Regions from separate parts of the Cricetulus griseus genome. Here region 2 is linked to region 1. The links are chromatin contacts, called in public Hi-C maps. All regions are on one chromosome and are shown on one strand. The core of a region is the stretch at or near the end of the contact, and the rest is flanking DNA. Distances in the headings are between cores, read along the strand shown.

Region 1 (3,346 bases), core at 142-2,641:
AGCTCACACACAAAGTACACTAACTATTCAAGGAGAATTGCATCTTTTCTAAAACCCGGAAAAATTAAGCCTTAAGTAAACCTGTGATATGCAAGGCTGAATCTCATCAAATTTGCCACCGCCCCCCAGAAAAAAACTTTATTTCAGATGAGAACCAAACCAGTTGCCAACCCTGAGAGTGAACACACATGGCCTTTACCTATTTTCATAAGATCTCACCGATCCAGGAGAAGCAGCACACTTAAGAGCACAATGATGGGTGGCTAGGTTGTGTTCTGTAACTTTGAAGGGAAAAAAACCAAAACTCTTCACTCTTTTCTCCACACTCCTCCCTTCAGCCAAGTTCACTACAACAGCTAGAGCGAAGCAGAAAATTCAAGATTAGGAGGATTCTAACACAACCAAGAAAAACAAGTGACTGGGGAACCGTCAGCTTCGGGTACTGCGAAAGTTCACCTGGTCACAGACCTAACTTTAGGCCCAATGCCTACCTCGGGTGCACTGACCCTTATTTTCCTCTTTTGAAGTTGCAGCCCAGAGAACCATGTCTGAAAACTCGAGTCTTCTACTTTAAAGCCATGTCTTCGAGGCTTCGACCCTTCACATACGCTCACCTCTACTTTTTTCTTTGCTAAAGAAAAGTACGCTCTTGAAAGGAAAGACAGTGACAGCTCCACGTCCGCAAAAGTCGGCGGCGCCGGCCTGGGCCGAGACCACCATGAGTGGGGACAATGGGAGGAGGAGGGGAGTGAAAGACTAGAAGGGGAGGCAGGCTACGGGAGAAGGTCCTCCGCGAGTGGGAGCCTGGAAAAGTCTCGGGAGAGCTTGCCAGGTGGCAGGTGGGCCCGGCCGCCGCCCCTCAAAGGGCCACGTCGCTCGGGCGGGCCGCTGCCACCGGGCCCCGCGCGTAGGCCGAGCCGCGGGAGAGGAGCCCCCCGGCGCGACAGCGGGGCTCGGGGCTGGACCCTGCCCACGTCCGCCTCGGCTCGGCTCTCTTCCAACTTGGGGTTCGCGGGGCCACGGGCTCCGGGCGCCTGCGCCAGGCACTAGCAGCCCGGCTCGTCCCGCTGACCCACCCTCCGCCCGGCTCGGGCCACCAGCCGGAGCTCCGGGCGCCCCCCACGGACACCGGCTGCGCGAAGAGCAGCCTCGGCTCTGGGTTCCGACTCGCGCGCCGCACTCTTCTACCCTTCGCACTCTCCGTGCCTTCCCCCATGCCAAGCTCCCTCCTAACCACAGAACTGCCCCCCAGTCGGCCCGCGGGTGTTTACCGGGACTCGGGGCGGCGACGACTCCTCAGTCCCTCCACTAAGATGGCAGCCGGTCCCGAGCCCCGACTACAGCGACTAGAGCGAGCTCGCAACCAGTGCGCAGGCGCGTCCCCTAAGGCGCAGTCGGGACTACAGACCCCAGCAGCCCTTGCGCGCCAGCCTGCTACAGCATTTTCCTCACCTTCAGGTGAAGTGGACCCAGTCTCCACATCTCCAGAGTTTTTGTTTTTGTTTTGTTTTGTTTTTAATTTTCTTCCTTCTTTTTCTTCCCTTCTTCCTTTTTTCATTCCTTTCTTCCTTTTTTTAACACTTCTCCTCACCACCCTCTACCCCACCCTACCCCACTCCCACTCCCCACCCCCGCCAAAACCTCTAAAGACTGTTCCCAAACTCTAGCGTGCCTTAGAATTCCTCGAACAGCTTTGAAAAACAGACTTTTGAGCCCCCACCGCCAGTTTCTGACTCAGTGGATCTGGGATGGGGTGGGGAGTGTTTTATAATTTGCATTTTTAACAAGTTCCCTAGCGATACTACTGACAGCAGGGATCACAATTCCGCAATCACTGAGCCAGTTCTATCTTTCTGGGATTACACTGATTGGGTTCAAATTCTCTTTTCTCCACCTTTTTGACAGGGTGTTCTTGGGAGGGTGACAGCTTGACAGTGGCAGGAGTTCTAAAAAAAAAAAAATGAAAAGCATACTTCTGGATCCTTACCACAAAACTATGAGAAAAACGCCATTTGTTACCTTTTTCAGATGCTTAAATTAAGCTGTATGTAGGATAAGAAACCCAGGCAAATCCATCGAAGCCTATCCTCAACCTCCCTTGGAAGTGTTTGTGAGGATTAATAGGCTGTGCAAACAGAGGCACTACTCAAGCACTTGGTAATTACCCATCTTTGCCACTATTGTTTGGTCTCGCAAGGAAACCATCTATCCAGTCACTTACACTTTTTTGAGCACCTTTGAAACTATCATATTCTCCATTATGTGCTAGGAGAGTTTATTAAAAAAAATTCTGGGTTGGGAAGATGGCTCAGTAGGTAAGAGCATTTGCCCGCAAGCACAAGGACTTGAATTGAATCCCCAGGGTCCATGTAAAAGCAGACATAGACTCCCCCAACCCCAGCCCTGGGGGCAGAGATAGGAGCTCCCTAGTTAACCAGCCAAGACCACACAGCAAGCTTTCAGGTTCAGTGAGAAGACAAAGACAGCTGGATCTCTGGAAGTGCACAGTTAGCCAGGTCTAAAAAGAGAGTTCTAGGGGTTACATGGTAAAACCCTGGGTTTTAGGGTGTTTGGTTTGGTTTTGAAGTATTTAAAAGTCTTCTGCTCTTCCAACCAATGTTTGCCCTGTTGGGAATTATGTTGTAAGGTAGGGATGTTGTTCACTGGTAGAGCACTTGCCTAGCATTGATGAGGCCCAAGATTCTATTCCCAGTATTGAGAGAGTGGTGTGCTCTAGGGGAATCTGGGCTTTCTAACTAGCATCCTAGATGATTCTAGTCACCAGGCATACTATAAAATATTAAGTGTTTTATTACTTTATACAGAGAGAGAGAAAAAAACCGAGTATAAAGGAAATTGCCAACTGGCCCAAGAACACTAAGAAAAGAGCCAAACCATCTCCTTCCAGACAGTCTTTATCTACAACTTTTCTTTATTTGGGGGACAAATTTTCACTATGTAGCTGAAGCTGGCCTCAAACCCAGGCTTCTTCACCCCCAAACTTCCCAGTACTGGGACTGATTACAAGCATGTATTACCACACTCAATGTGTCTGCATGTTTATTTTCAATTCTGTTTTATTGATTATTATTAGTGTGGAGGTAAGAAGACAACTTTCAGGAACTAGCTCTCTCCTCCCATTGTGGGATCCAGGTATCAAGCAAGAATGGAACTCAAGAAGTCAGATTTGTAGGTTACTTGGCCAGACCCATAATTTTAAGATTCTATCATAGTAGGTAAAACTAAGGTGTTGGAAATCAAAAACTATACTCTAAACCTTCCCCAAGAATGTCTTTTTTAAAAATTATTGTTCTGGGAATTTTATGTAGGAGATGCACATGCTAGG
Region 2 (3,421 bases), core at 220-2,719, 37 kb after region 1:
GAGCAGCCAGTGCTCTTAACTGCTGAGTCATCTCTGCAGCCCCTGCAGAACTGGATTTTGAACTTCTTTTCCTTCTGACCTTCCTCTGCCACCACAGTGAGCTCTGGACTGCTAGGTTGATGAGGTCAGGTGGTGTTGCTTGGCCACCACATACTCATTCCAGATAAGGTGAGTGAGTCTAGGGACCAAGCTCTGGACTTGGGTCTGGCAGACAAAGTGCTCTGGGGTGCTCAGCTGTCATATTTTCATGGATCCTAGGACCTGCATCACCCACACTGGGGAACAGGCAGGACCCATATGCAGTGCAGGCCTGGAATGCTACCATGTCGTCTCTCAGACAACCTGTCCAGCGTGGCTTTGTATTTCCCTGTTGGAGGGAGGCTAGAGGCTCTGTACTAAATAGAAGCTCAAAAATCCTATAGACAGGGCCATCAAGATGGTTCAGTGACAACCTGATAACCGGGGTTCAAGTCCTGAGACCTGCAAGTTGTTCTCTGACCTGCACTTACTTTTCACAACCCTGCCACGAGTAAGTAATTTCGGAAAAACCCTCTATAGAGGGGTTTCATGGGACTCCCCTCAACAATAATGATTCAAAATGGAATACCAAGTATGTATGGGGCACTAAAGAATTTACATTCATCATTTCATTTACTTACTCAGCAGCACTAGGGGTCTACACTACTGTCCTTTATCCAAAGGTGGAAATGAACCCAGAGAGTCCACCTCTGCTTTAGACCTGGAAAAAAATGACTTGTGGCAGGTGGAATGGCTCCTGAAAGACAGATTTGCATTTGGGCTAGCATGGATCCCTAGTATAGCCAAGAAAGAAAAGTATATGGGCATGCTCAGAGGGCAGCTTCATCCTTATGCTGTATGATCCTGGCTCTGGCCACTTGAGAAGAGGTTATGAACACCTTCCTGGATGCGTGGATTTAAGGAGACCGCCGATGTTTGCATTTCGGGATCCAGGTCTTCTGGATGACCTTTCAGTGTCCTTCTCCACGGCCTTTTGTTACCCTTTCTCCACTTCACAGCTTTGCTCTATTAGAAAGGGGAAACTGAAATATGAATTATTAACGCAACCCTGTTATCACGAGATCCTGTTAGATAGACAAGGGACAAAAGAAAACTGGCAGATTTAGATGCGGGATCCAACCCTCTCTCATCATTTTTGCCTTAGGGGACACACCCCAGGCTTACTTCCTTCTCTTTGTTCTTCCAGGTCAATGCTTCAGTCTTTACTTCCTCTGGAAGAAGCAACTACAAGGCACCCAGGCACCCTGTGTGGAATGAATGCCAGATGTGCACCTCCACTAGCAGGGCCTGGAGATTTACCTCTTTCTCAGAGTGCCGCCCTTATGACAACACTTCCTCACAGTTGCTTAAAGCAAAACCACAGCTCATGGGTGATTCACAGCCCAGGAGGCTCTGGAATCCTAGGGTTAGAACTTGGCATGACATAGCAAGTCTCACTGTAGCCTCCATCAACTTAGCTTTCTTTACGGGAAGTGGTGGCAAGAGACAGAACAAGCGACACTGAATCACCAGTCACCAGTTAGCTTCCTCCTTGTCTACCCATGACTCCCCACTTCCCAGCAGTGTTAGATTTCTAGGGCTGCCAAGATAAAGCCCACAGCCCTGGTGATTTAAAATAGCAGAAATTTATACCTTCACGTTTTTTTTTTCTTTTTCCTTTTTTTAAAAGAGGGTTTCTTTGTATAGCCTTGACTTACTAGAACTCACTCTGTAGACCAGGCTGGCCTCAAACTCACAGAGATCCACCTGCCTCTGTCTCTTTAACCCTGAGTGCTGGGATTAAAGGCATGAGCCACCATTGCCCACTACCTTCACGTTTCTTGAGACTGTAAGTCCACAATCATGTGTAGGAGTAGTATAGTGTCCCAAGGTTCTCTCCTAGTTCTGGCGACTGTTGGCAGGCCTTGGTGTTACTTTTTGGTTCTGAAATGTCCCCGGTGAGCTCTGCAGGCAACAGGCATGCACATGGTATACAGATAGACAAAACGCCTGTATACATTAAATAAAAAACAAACAAACAAACAAACAAAACCTAAATTAAAGGCCAGGGATGGAAGTTCATGCCTATAATACCAGCACCAGGGAGGCAGAAACAGACCCCAGGACTTGCTGGCTGGCCAGAAAAGCTGAATTAGCAAGCTCCTGGTTCAGTGAGAAACCCTATCTGGGCTGGAGAGATTGCTCAGTGGTTAAGAGCACTGACTATTCTTGCAGAAGTCCTGAGTTCAGTTCCCAGTATCCATATGGTGGCTCACAACCACCTTGAATGAGGTCTGGTACCCTCTGCTTGCATGCAGGCAGAAGACATAATAAACAAATAAAATCTTAAAAAAAAAAAAAAAACCCTAATCCAAAAAAAAAAAAAAAAAGCGAGGGAATTGATGAGCTTCACAAGTAGCTGATATAGTTGGCATTCTTTGCCTGTGGATGCATAACTCCAACCTCCCTCTGTCTTCTTCACTGTGTGACTCTTCCTTTTTCTTCTCTTATAAGGACATTTAAATTGGATTTAGGTTTTTTTCTCCCAGGTAAAGTCACAGTCACAAATGCTAGAAGCATCTTTAGGCAGAGGCCCACCATTGAACTCACAACACCATCCCTGCCTGTATTTCCAGAGCAAGTCTAGAAATCATCTTGGTTCCTGGAAATTGGTATTAGCAGTGGTTCCCCATACAGGGTCTCATTTATCCTACTTTGAGATTTGATTGAGCAGGCTCCCCTTTGTCAGAGAAGGAGCAAAAAATGAGAGGTGACTTGCTGGTAACAAGAGTGACAGCCAACAAGAAGATAGGCAAATCATACTAACACAAGGAATTCTGCAATATGGTGACATCTGGTACAGGAGCAAAGAGCTCCATTGGTACCATGCAAATGAGAGTGCCATCCTGTGTTCATCAAGATGATTCTGGGCCACAGAGAGAACTGTAGGGCACACGAGCCAGTCAAAGATGGCACTGAGGAGAAGTCAGATGGGTGAGTATTGAGTGGTTTACAAAAAAAGATGATTGGTTGCCTAGATTGAACCAGATGAGACACTACATGAACAGCTCGTGTCCACTAGGTAAAGCATAGGACGCCTAGACTCATGATAGGTTGACCTTTAAAGTTATTATTTGGCTGTTTTCCATGCTCTGTGGTTTTTTCCCTTTAAAAGATGCTTGCAGTGGGGCACAATAAACAAGTTCCTGCTTGACTAGGCTCCCTGCTGAATCTGATTGTCTCTGGGATCCTGGAAGGCTAGGGAACGGGTGAGCAGTACACTTACCCTTCCTCAGACCCAGCTCAGCCTTCCGTGGTTGGGCTAAGATCTTGCAAGAACATTGGTGAGGGGTTTATATAGGCATACAAAGGGTGGGGGCTGATGTTGGCCTAGAGACCTTAT

Evidence for each region. A called contact is a pair of places that touch in the nucleus more often than the background predicts.
Region 2: a Hi-C map of fibroblasts shows a contact between it and region 1, with 2.1 times the contacts expected there. The contact joins the enhancer-like site here to the promoter of Itch in region 1. A contact is called at or near these places in 2 of 8 Hi-C or Micro-C datasets (the CHK-Q cell line and fibroblasts).

What each region holds. Positions count from the first base shown.
Region 1 is chr6:24,484,013-24,487,358 of CriGri-PICRH-1.0, forward strand. It overlaps Itch (E3 ubiquitin-protein ligase Itchy homolog), which reads right to left and starts at 1,392. Exons shown (of 26, transcript XR_003486471.2): 1 at 1,272-1,392.
Region 2 is chr6:24,521,117-24,524,537 of CriGri-PICRH-1.0, forward strand. No RefSeq gene overlaps it. Among named protein-coding and RNA genes, the nearest start is that of Ahcy, 12 kb to the right of the region's middle. Within about 2 kb of position 1,470, at least 3 of the 6 cell types and tissues checked have open chromatin away from gene starts, as enhancers often do. A contact at or near this core is called in fibroblasts, where this site is marked.